Regions from separate parts of the Rattus norvegicus genome. Here region 1 is linked to region 2. Evidence: chromatin contacts called from public Hi-C data. All regions are on one chromosome and are shown on one strand. Each heading gives the region's core, a stretch centred on a gene start, on an enhancer-like site or on the middle of the called end of the contact. The rest is flanking DNA. Distances are from core to core; before and after follow the strand shown.

Evidence for each region. Hi-C and Micro-C count contacts between places; a contact is called where the count stands out from the background.
Region 1: a contact with region 2 is called in a Hi-C map of the A7r5 cell line, with 2.7 times the contacts expected there. The contact joins two enhancer-like sites. A contact is called at or near these places in 2 of 12 Hi-C or Micro-C datasets (the A7r5 cell line and the Rat2 cell line).

The regions. Positions count from the first base shown.
Region 1 is chr13:78,120,233-78,125,919 of GRCr8, reverse strand. It overlaps the pseudogene LOC103692020. Among named protein-coding and RNA genes, the nearest start is that of Prrx1, 81 kb to the left of the region's middle. Within about 2 kb of position 3,964, at least 3 of the 93 cell types and tissues checked have an H3K27ac peak or open chromatin away from gene starts, as enhancers often do. A contact at or near this core is called in the A7r5 cell line, where this site is marked.
Region 2 is chr13:78,022,896-78,028,293 of GRCr8, reverse strand. No RefSeq gene overlaps it. Among named protein-coding and RNA genes, the nearest start is that of Mroh9, 49 kb to the right of the region's middle. Within about 2 kb of position 1,478, at least 4 of the 93 cell types and tissues checked have an H3K27ac peak or open chromatin away from gene starts, as enhancers often do. A contact at or near this core is called in the A7r5 cell line, where this site is marked.

The DNA.
Region 1 (5,687 bases), core at 2,715-5,214, 95 kb before region 2:
AAATGTCCATCTGTGTGCCACCAAGCATCATTTACTGCTGGACTACGCTTTGGGAAATTGCACCAAAATTCACTAACTAAGCCTGGAGGAAAAGCATCTTGTCTGGATGAGCAAGGCAGGCAGGTCCTGTGCAGCCACACATGGACCCATGCTCAGAGGGCCCCAGGCTTCCTTTAATGCTCAGCTGTCACCTTCTTGAAATTCTGAATAGTTTTCAACAAGTGGTTCCATATTTTTCAGTTTTCACCAGGTTTTGCAAAGTGTGTAGTCAATCCTGAAGGGGTAGAGCACTAGGAAAGGCTGGCAGCTAGTATAGTTCAATGGTGACACTGAAGAATTCTTTACTTCAGGAGCCCCTTTGCGATGAATCGTTAGAAAGCTGTTAGGGGTGTTTTAGAAACAGGACCGTGAAGCTTTGTGCTTCCTCTTTCCCAGCCAGCACCGAGTGATGGGCATCTCTCAGGACAACTCGCCCAAGCACTACAAGAGAAAACCCTACTACAAGAAGCGGAAGTATGACCTCAGACGGCCTGCTGCCAACACTAAACTTGGTCCTTGCCGCATACACAGTCCGAGTTCGAGAGGCAGTAACATGCCCTGAGATAGGATATGGGGAAGTTTTCCTGAGGCTCTGAGTGTTGTACTCGAAAAACAAGGATCATTGATGTTGTCTACAATGTATCTAATAATGAGCTTGTCCGCACCAAGACCCTGGTGAGGAACAACATTGTGCTTGTTGACAGCACACGGTACTGACAGTGGTATGAGTCCCACTATGCGCTGCCCCTGGGGCGCAAGAAGGGGGCCAAGGTGACCCCTGAGGAGGAAGAGATTTTAAATCAAAGACGGTCAAAGAAAATTCAAAAGAAATATGACAAAAGGAAAGAGAATCCCAAAATCAGCAGTCTTCTGGAGCAGCAGTTCCAGCAGGGCAAGCTTCTTGCCTGTGATGCCTCAAGACCAGACCAGTGTGGCAGAGCAAATGGCTATGTGCTTAGAGTCGAGGGGCTGGAGTTCTATCTGCGGAAGATCAAAGCCCGGGAAGGCAAATAAACCATCATTCATAGCTTGGGTAATAAGGGTGTTTGTTGTTATATGTATATATATATTTTATATATAATATAATATATATATTATATTCATTTTTCTGGAAGTAACTAGATAAAGTCCACACATAAGGGTCTGATTTCATACAGTGGGTTATCATTGGAATAATTAGTTTGGGAAAGGAAGATCTCTTTAAGGTCAGGAACAGCTGGGGAACATGGGAAATGATGAAGAACTTCATCAAACAGCTCGTGTATCTATTTCAGGAATGTATCTGCTAAGACTCATGAGACTCTGCAGCACCTTGTTGCAGTCTCTCCCGCTTCACTTCTGACCCATCCCCCCAGATACAGAACCCCCCCTAACATTTACAGAATCCCACCAGGAGTACCAATGGAAGCCTATCTACTCTCACTTAAGTATCAATATGCTCTAAAACAGGGTTACAAGCCGTGAAATAAATACACCATATCACTCCGTGTCGATTATCCGATCTTTATAACAACCTGCAAGGCTAGGTTCCAGTTTAGAAGTCATGGGCTCCAAGAGTGGGGTGCAGACGTCTGGCTCCCAATACCTGTCCTGTCATCTGCTCCCCCCTTCCAGTCTGCAGTTGGAGGGACGTCTGCGAACACCTATCCTTACAGCACACAAAGAACTGCCACTTGGTAGAGCTGTGCACTGAAGTATGGTGTCTTGATCAAATGCCACCCCGCTTTCGAAGTGTTTCGAACTCACCTTTGCAATGAATTCCTTTGTCCTCTTGTTCGGGCGTCCATCGTAACCTGCTTGACTTTTACCACTCGGCTGTAGGTTCTTTGCAAATGTTCGTTCTTGTATGTGAAAAGAATGACTACTCACATGTACTTCCTTTTATACATGCTACCCAGAGAAGTAATAAATGAAATACGTTCTTGTGTTCCCTTTTGCAGCACACTATGTGAAAGTGGACCTTGCAACATTGCTGGTCTTGTGTGATTCTACATGACACTGCTCTAGTGAGAACTGCAAACATTCAGTCATCCAGATGTTTGGTGTCATGTGGATAAATCCCCCAGATGATTGACTGAATTTTTCAGTTTTCATTGGAATGATTGACACTGTGCGTGCATGGCCCTGTGCTATCAACCCTGGGACCCCCATCGCTGTGGGTTCAAAGACTTACTTTCATGGACTTAAGCGCTCAGAAAGCTGCTAATGGGACACAGAATTCTTCTTCATGTGCTACTCATGGGAAAGCAGACAACTTCAATGCCAAAGGCGATTTCAGTTCATTGGTCCTCATTGTCATTATCAACTAGCGTTTATTAAGCATTCACATGTGCGAAACACATTTTCAACTGAAAGACACCATGACAAACATTAGCTGATGAGAGGTGCTTTTATTTTAAGCCATGGAATCAACTTCCTGGCAGCATGCTAAGCTGTTCTATATGAATTCTACCTAAGGAGAGTTCAAAGCAAGTGCCACGTGCTGATCGTGGAAATTTCCCTCGATTCATGGAAGCCATTTCTTCCCTTAGTGCCCTACTCTACCGTTGCCATTCATCCCAAACTGCATTTACTGGGCATATATTTGGTGGTGATATTTTGACACTCAGCCCAACTAACTGAGATACAGTAGAAACTGAGAACATTGAGAATCAAAACCCCATATTGCAAAAGAACGAGAACCATTTAACCTTACCAACACTTGGCTTGATTCATAGTTACAAATACATGTGTTAGCGGGAGCCCACAAGAGATGACCATTCAGATACATTTTATAGACAACTGAAAGTCTCTATTCCAGTCTGCTGCTACTTCACTCAGGTAGCACAGTGTGCAGAGCAGAAACCACTTCCTGGCATCTTGCTGGGTAGCTTCCGGGGAGGGTCTTCATTCAATCAAGCAGTATAACAGAAGCTAAGTTACTCTGGACATCTTGACCTTGGGTTTCTTGAATAGAGTTTGGTAATTTCCCATGGGATTCTCCATCAAGATCAAATTCTAGTCAAACCTGAAATGGGTTCAGTAAGAATACAAGATGGAGGAACTTATGCACTGTCTTGTTCTCTCTCTCTCTCTCTCTCTCTCTCTCTCTCTCTCTCTCTCTCTCACACACACACACACACACACACACACACACACATCTTTCAGAATTGTGAGCATGAATCAGATAATGTAGGGTACTCTGAAAGTGCATAAACAGAAAAATGTTCAGGGTTATTACTATTTGTCTGATGTGCGTCTCTATATTTGATTTGAGTGGCTGCCTCAATTGTAGATAGTATCTAAGGACTGTCATACAGGGTGTCCAGACACAAGTGTAAAAGAGTAAAAAGAAATCATTAAAAGCTTAATAATTCCTTTGGATAGTGACAAAGGCAAACATTTAAAGCATAAATGAAATAAATATCTAAGGGCTGAAGCTTTCTGGAGGTATGATAGAAGATTCCAGAACTCCAATGCAAATTCCAACACTGCGAGTGCTCCTTCTCTGGCAGTTGGCTTCCCTCACCATAGTTCTTTCGTAGGAAGTTGCAACGTGAGACCTGATTTTTTTATGTGCTTTTATGTGGCCCTCATGTGGAAGAGCTGGGACGCATCAGAACTGCCTGGGTGATGTCCTCTAGACAAGACATCATGTCTCTTGAAGGTTACCTGTGACTCAACTTTTCTCTCCCGTGTAGTAGTCAGTGATAGAAAGTAGCCAGCCAACAAATACGAAATTCTTCCTCTTCCAGGAATCACAGGAAAATGTAGCTTACTGTCTTTTCTAAACAAATGTATTTGACCAGCTATTTCTCTCAGCTTTTAGAGAAATCTGAGGTGCAGAAAAGGACGCACTTGGGGGCGGGTAGGTGAGCAACAACTATGGGTCAGAAAACTCTCCCTTTAGCTCAGAGCTGGTCGAGGCCAGATTGCTAAGGGAAGCAGTTATTTTAATTGCACAACAATACCACATGGTGGATCTGGAAAGAATTGCACGAAACCTAAACCTTCTAAGGAGAGATTTCTTCTTCCTGTATCTCCTTTTACTGAGGCATTGTATGAATTTCACAAACACAGGCAATGCCAGTAACAGTATTTTCTGCATATCAGAGGTAGCTTAAGTGCTTCAGAGAAGCATTGAATAGGAATTTTTTTTCTCATGCTTCTCCAGGCAGTCAAAAGGTTGGAGCACTAGTAATCTCCCGGATGCTTGTTCTCTGCTTCCCTCAAATCAGAGGAGATGCACTCTCTGAGGTCAGGGTATGCCTTCCCTCTTGGAAAAATGAGCCAGAGTCAGCTGTGCCAGTGAGGTGCAGATTTGGGTGTCCACACTCACTCATTCAGGATTGATAAATTTTTTCAGAATTTATTTTCCTAAGCTAAGATGTACAGTAAGCACAACTCCTTCAAGGAGTCACTGCAGGGAAAAAGCAGCCTGTGGTTGAAGAAGGCCAAGTGCAGAAGAGTGGGCACGTACACCCGAGTGTTGCATAGATTAGCAAGCTCTTGTTTGTAATTTTTACTCTAAAGCTTAGATCTGCAGTGTCCTTTTAAAATTTGATGTATGTGCGTTCTTGAATGCACATGCAAAAACACACTAGAGAAAAGACAGTATCTTCAAGTGTTGCTAGGAAACTGTATATCACAGAAGACTCCAATTACACACACACACACACACACACACACACACACACACATCATCATCATCATCATCATCATCATCATCATCATCATCATCATCCCAAATGGATCAAAGACCTTAATTTGAAGCCTGAAACCTAAAAACTGCTAGAAGAAAACATAGATAGAGCATTACACGGTAGAGATGTAGGAACATGCTTTCTGCACAGGACTCCGGTTGCCAAGGATTTAAGGCCAACAATTGATAACTGGGGTCTTGTAAAACTAAAAAGCTTCTGTATAGCTAGGAAAACAATCAATCAAGTGAAGAAGAAATCCACTGAATGGGGGATAATCTTTGCCAGTTATACAAATGACAAAGGATTAACATTCAGAATATACAAGGAACTCAAAAAATGAAGACTCAAGGAAAGAAATGACCCAGGGCTGGGGGAATCTAAACAGAAAGTTCTCAATTGAAATAAAAATAGTTACAAGATACCCCTCCCCAAAGTGTTTGTCACCCTTAGCAATTAAAAAAATGCAAATTAAGACAACCTCAAGGTTTCATCTCACCTCAGTCAAGTATAGCCAAGGGTAGTCAAGGATAGCCATGATTAATACAATGACTTACAACTAATGATGGCAGGTTGTGGAGACAGAGAAACCCTCCTTCACTGGTGCTGGTAATGCAAATTGGTGGAGCCACTCTGGAAATCAATAAAGAGTCCCCAAAACTAGAAAACAAATCTCTACCATATTGCCAAGCTATGTCGCCCCTTGACATATGCCCCAAGGACCAGACAGCCTACTCCACAGATTTCTGCTCAGCAATGTTCATAGCTGCCCTAGTCATACAGGCTGGGAAATGGAAACTAATTAACTGTCCCTCAGCAGCCATGTGGATAATGAGTGTATAGAACAAAAATGCAATGTGATCCTACTTGGCTGTAGAGAAAAATGAAACCGTGAAATTTGAGGGGAGGTAGATGGACCTAGGAAAGATGATTTTGAGTGGGGTAACCCAGAAAGACAAATGCTGCATG
Region 2 (5,398 bases), core at 229-2,728:
GCTTCTCATTGGAGAAATAATGGCAAAAGTGTTTTGGGGTCAACCAAGTACTTTCTGACTGGAATGGAGGCCTAGTCCATGGGAAAGATACTCCTGGTTCTGAGCCTATTCCTGGAGAGATCACAGGCTCTAGAGGATAACGTACTATTGACATTTTACTAAATGGGGATGTAGTTAAAATGCCTCTAATATATTCACATGTTTTATTAAAAGCAGATTTTTTTCATACAATATATTCTGTTTGTGGATTCCTCTCTCCCTACTCATCTCAGTTCCTCTTCACCTCAACTCCTATCTGATTCATACATTTATTCTTTCTTGTTAGGAAAAACAACAACAACAACAACAACAACAACAGGCATCTAAGGAATAATAATAAAAGAAAATAAAACAAAAATGAACAAATTGGAATAGAAGTATACCCATAGAAGAGTGGTGCTGTCTGCCTAGCCCTGGAAACCTTCCTTTAGCAGAGAACAGTTAATACAGACTCACAATTCATCAAAGGGTTAAGAAGTGGCTGTTTAGTTCTCACTCTATATTACCCCTTCAAGATCCAGAAAACATCAAAGAAAGGAGTAAAGACTGGTAAGAGCCTCAAGTTGGAGAGAAGCTCCATGAGTCAGCCTTATGGGTGTAGCATAGTCTTCCCAACCACCGATCCACAGCATTTATGGATAACTTCAAACGAAATAAAAGACAAGACGTGGGACTTGGAAGGGGGATTGGTTGAGAAGAAGGAAGTAAACAGTAGAGAGGGAAGGATATAAGGGTGGAAAAGATAATTAGGCATGGATATGATCACAATAGGCTCTATGACAGAACACAACTATCAAAAATAAGATAAAAAATTAAAGCCTATTCTATAATGTACAGGAATAAATATGAATGATCACAAAAGAGAAGTGACTGACTCTTAAGCTATTAAAAAGTCAGCACTGAGGTTGCATGGGATAACTAGGGAGGCCACATACTCAAGAAAGTTGGTTCTGATAGAATGAATGGAGTGTCATTGCCAGAAGCAGAGCAGATTGAACAGGCTACCATGGGTTGGACAGATACGTGGAAGAGATTCCTGCATGTGGTGCACTGTGGACACTCGGTTTTCTAATTCCTCCCTTACTTTTTGTAATCCTGCTTTGTAGTGTCTCTCTCTGTGTGTATGTATACATGTGTTCAACAAATATGTAACCTAACTCTAAACTTTAATGTAGGCAGAAACCTTATTTCCAGGTATACATTACCCCTTAGCCAGAGGGCCTGCCTGGTGTTCAACACTAGGTAAACATTGAGCAGGCTCCAGATTGACTTCTCCTTTTATTTATTCTCCTTGAAAATCACTAAGGCTGATAAGAAGTCTCTCTTACAATATTGGCTCATGAAACTTCTTTATGTTTCTTGTTGTCTAGGCATCTAACCCATAAGCAGACAGAAAATCCTAAGTTCATGCCAGGTTACAATCAGCAAGAACTAGTCATCGTGGTTGGCAAGAGGAACAAAATATGCTTCCTTTGTAGATCTCATGCTTCTACAAAAGGAGTCTCAAGTTCTCATGAACCAAACAAGGGCTGTCTTGTACCCCAGCATGTCTTAACTTCTACATGAGAGACATCTGGGCCACATCAAAAAGTATACAATGGAATCAGGAACAGTAAACTCAGAAAATCATTGGATTTCAGAGTGAGGAAGAATCCTATCTAGACTTTAATCCAGAGTGCCTTTCTTTAGTTATGTGATGAACATTGCTAGCAGATTTCACAATACATTTACTTACATTCAGGAAGTTTCTTTTTCACAAATGAAGAACTAAAATTTTCCATCTTGAAGCCTGCTCTATGATTTGTTCATTAACTAAATGTTTTGAAAGTTGAACTCTAAGCCTGTAATAATGCCAGGTTCTGGGCCGTGTTTGGAGGGTAGATGGATGAGTAAAAGACACCTCCCGATTTCGAAAGCTTTGTAAGTTGATGGTAAAATGGTCCCATGAATTGTATAATTCATGTGATGATGTACGTGAAATGACATGTATCTGTGCAGAACGGCAGTAAATAGCTTCATCTAAGCTAATCCAGGCTGATGGAATAAAAGAGAAAGGTTCCTGAATTATGATATATATATAATATATATAATAAATATTATATATATAATTTTTAATCATTAAACTATTTTTTATCAGCTACAAACTGATCCGATGGTAACATAAGGTCAAAAATATCTACATTGTGAGGAACATGTGACTATGTCCTGTCATGCTCTCTCCACTCTACTCTGCCAGCACTATGTAGAAGGAATGAAATGTGAGGAATTGGTCCCCAAGTGTAGACATAATACCTGTCCCTTGCCAGGACCCCTTGTCTTGTCCTACCCATGCATAGCAGCTCACTGATGACAAACTCTGGGGAAGGAATGGGCAAATCATGTTGGCAAAACTTGTGCTCAGTACCTGGTATGACCTGTTCTCTTACATATTCTTTTCCTAGATAGGACTGAAAATCTCACAGCCAGAGTAACTGACATGCAAGATAAAGCTGGTGCTGTTGTCAGATCAGAAAACAGAAAGAACCAGGATCTTGGTCACATGATTAAACTGCTGGATAAATCATTCCTGACATATGCTTCAAAATACATAGGTCCAAGAACAAACCTACTCATGGAGCCAGTTTGATTTGATTTGGGCTTTTCATAACTTGCCTTAAACCCAGGCCACATGGTTCAATTTGCTGACAGCCTTATTAAAATAAAGAAACATAGATAAAATTCTTTCTTTTCTTTTCTTTTCCCCTTTTTCTTTTCTTTTCTTTCCTTCCTTCCCCCCCCTCTCTCTCCTTCTTGACAAATAATATTAAGTGGGGGAGTTTCTTTGGCTTGCCTTATTTTTATGAATTAATTGTGGTTCCTAGTACCTAAAGTCACATTTTCCTGGAGAACTGTTCTCGATTCACTCAGCATACGAGTTAACAGTTGGAAGCAATTCAGCGACACACGTATTGATTACACAGCTCCACTTTGACCTGCCTTATGCAAGGTACCGAGTTATATGCAAAGTAGTTCTGAATAAGATATGCCTTTTTTCTTCAATGAGCTTAAAATCCTTTTTGAAATGCGATATCAGCAGTTTGAGCTCTGGCCTCCATGCACTCCGTTTCCAAATTTGCCTTGCCTGTTCCACACGGAGCACTAGACAAATGCTGTCTTGTCTAATCTTCACATCGATGATACAGGTGGTTATTTATGAGTGAGGAAATTAAGTTCAAAGACATAACTAACTTTCTCAATGTGACTTGTCAGACTAAATAGTGTTGGGAAATGAGTGGACGTCTGAGTTCCAAACCAAAAGTATGTCCAATGTTTAGATGTCATCAGAATATGTCATTAACAGCTATGCACCCATGACAGACAATTTATGTTTATTGCAGCTTTTGTGTCTTGGAGATATGCTCTGAAGTCAAAGGTGGTACTCAGTTGGTCCTTTAGAGGGAAAAAAAAATCTCTTAAATCAAACAAAAGCTCATATGATGGCAATTAGAGCAAAAGGCAAGAACATTAAACATGACTTCTTAGCTATTCATCTATTGAATGAAGATTTATTATACCTAATACAGGACATGCATTGTGCTAAAAACAATGATGATGACAAAGATTCATGAGGTTGGTTTCTACTCTAAAGGAGCTGTGACCTTTTAAGTAACAATAGCTGTCGCGTGTTACATGACTATAAACCACTGAGCATTTTTCATAAGTCATTTGTTGTCCAAAGGATTTCAGGATGTATCTATTCCCATTCCAAGGATGGAGATCTGAGGCTGAAATGGTATCATCAAGTCACACAAGAGAAGCCAAGATTTGAACCCATAGGACTCACTCTGTCAGTTAAATCCCAAGGGGCTGTGAGATGGCTCAGCCAAGCCCGAGAACCTGAAACTCACCCAGTGGGAGGAGAAAGCTCACTTCTACAAGCTGTATGGTAATGAAAATACCATAAAAGATTTTAAATCTACCTAAAAATTATACCTGTAGTCTAAACTTGATAATTTGATTAGGATATAAAAGAATTTCCCCAAAGGTATTTCTCTCTTTTAATGTTTTGGGAGACAGGGTTGGGGATTTGGCTCAGTGGTAGAGCATTTGCCTAGCAAGCGCAAGGCCCTGGGTTTAGTCCCCAGCTCTGAAAAAAAGAAAAGAAAAAATATTTTGGGAGACAGACAGACAGATAGATAGGGGGAGGGGGAGAGAGGGAGGGAAGGAGGGACTGAAACCAGGGAAGAGGTAGAAGAGGATTAGGAGAAGGAGCCAGAGGAGGGGGGAGGGGAAGAAGGGAAGGGGAAGGAGGAGGAAGAGGAGGAGAAAAGAAGAATGTGAGGAGGAATGTGTGTGTGTGTGTGTGTGTGTGTGTGTGTATGCATGTGCAAACAAAGGCCAGTTCAAGTCAGTGTTTCTCTCATTCACTGTCCACTTTATTTTATTAAATAGAGTCTCTCTCTCTCTCTCTCTCTCTCTATCTCTCTCTCTCTCTCTATCTCTCTCTCTCTCTCTCTCTCTCTCTCTCTCTCTCTCTCTCTCTCTCTCTCTCTGAACCTGGAGCACATGAATTTAGCAAGATCAGCTGGCTAGCCAGCCCATGGGATCTTCTTGTCTCCACATTACCAGAACTGGAATCACATGTGTGTGTGTGCAACTCACATGCATGCCCACACACAGTTATTTATATGGGTGCTAGGAATCCATGCTTGTCCTCTAGCACTTGACCCACTAAGCCTCTCCCAAGCTCAAGGCATACCTCTCTTATTACCACTTCTGCTATTGTGTTGCTATTCCCCTCAGCACTAACACTCATGCCAAAATGTTGTGCTCTTTGCGGGCACAGCATGATTTCACAAGATGCATTGTTGGCTCTGTGAGAGAAATTATCATCTGCCTCTTCCCGATGCTAATCGAATGACTGAGTTCTTGAAATCTGTGGTATGAACATTATATTTAAAGTTCTTTTGGCCATAATAGGCTTCTTACCTCTGCCATACATGCTACACATTTCTCTAGCAGATTCATGCCTTCCATTTTGAAAATAATGAGTCACATGTAGGAAACGGTTCCAAGGTCACTCACATCACAAGCAAAGGGCCAAGACTCAAAAGCCAATACTCTCTACCATTATATGGCTTTAAGTAATATATCCAAATTTTCAATATATTTTCAAGGATAGCTAAGATTAGGATGTTTTCTGCTAAACCAGATGTGAATGCATTCTATGGCTTTTTATGGTGAGAACTACTTTTCTTCAAAGCGTTTGTCCTTGGGTTCTCTCATTCCACTTCCATTATTGCTTTCAGAACAGTTCACATGTATGCAGTCTCTACCCCCTCTACACTGGCATCTAGTAATTACTGGTCCTGGTCCCACA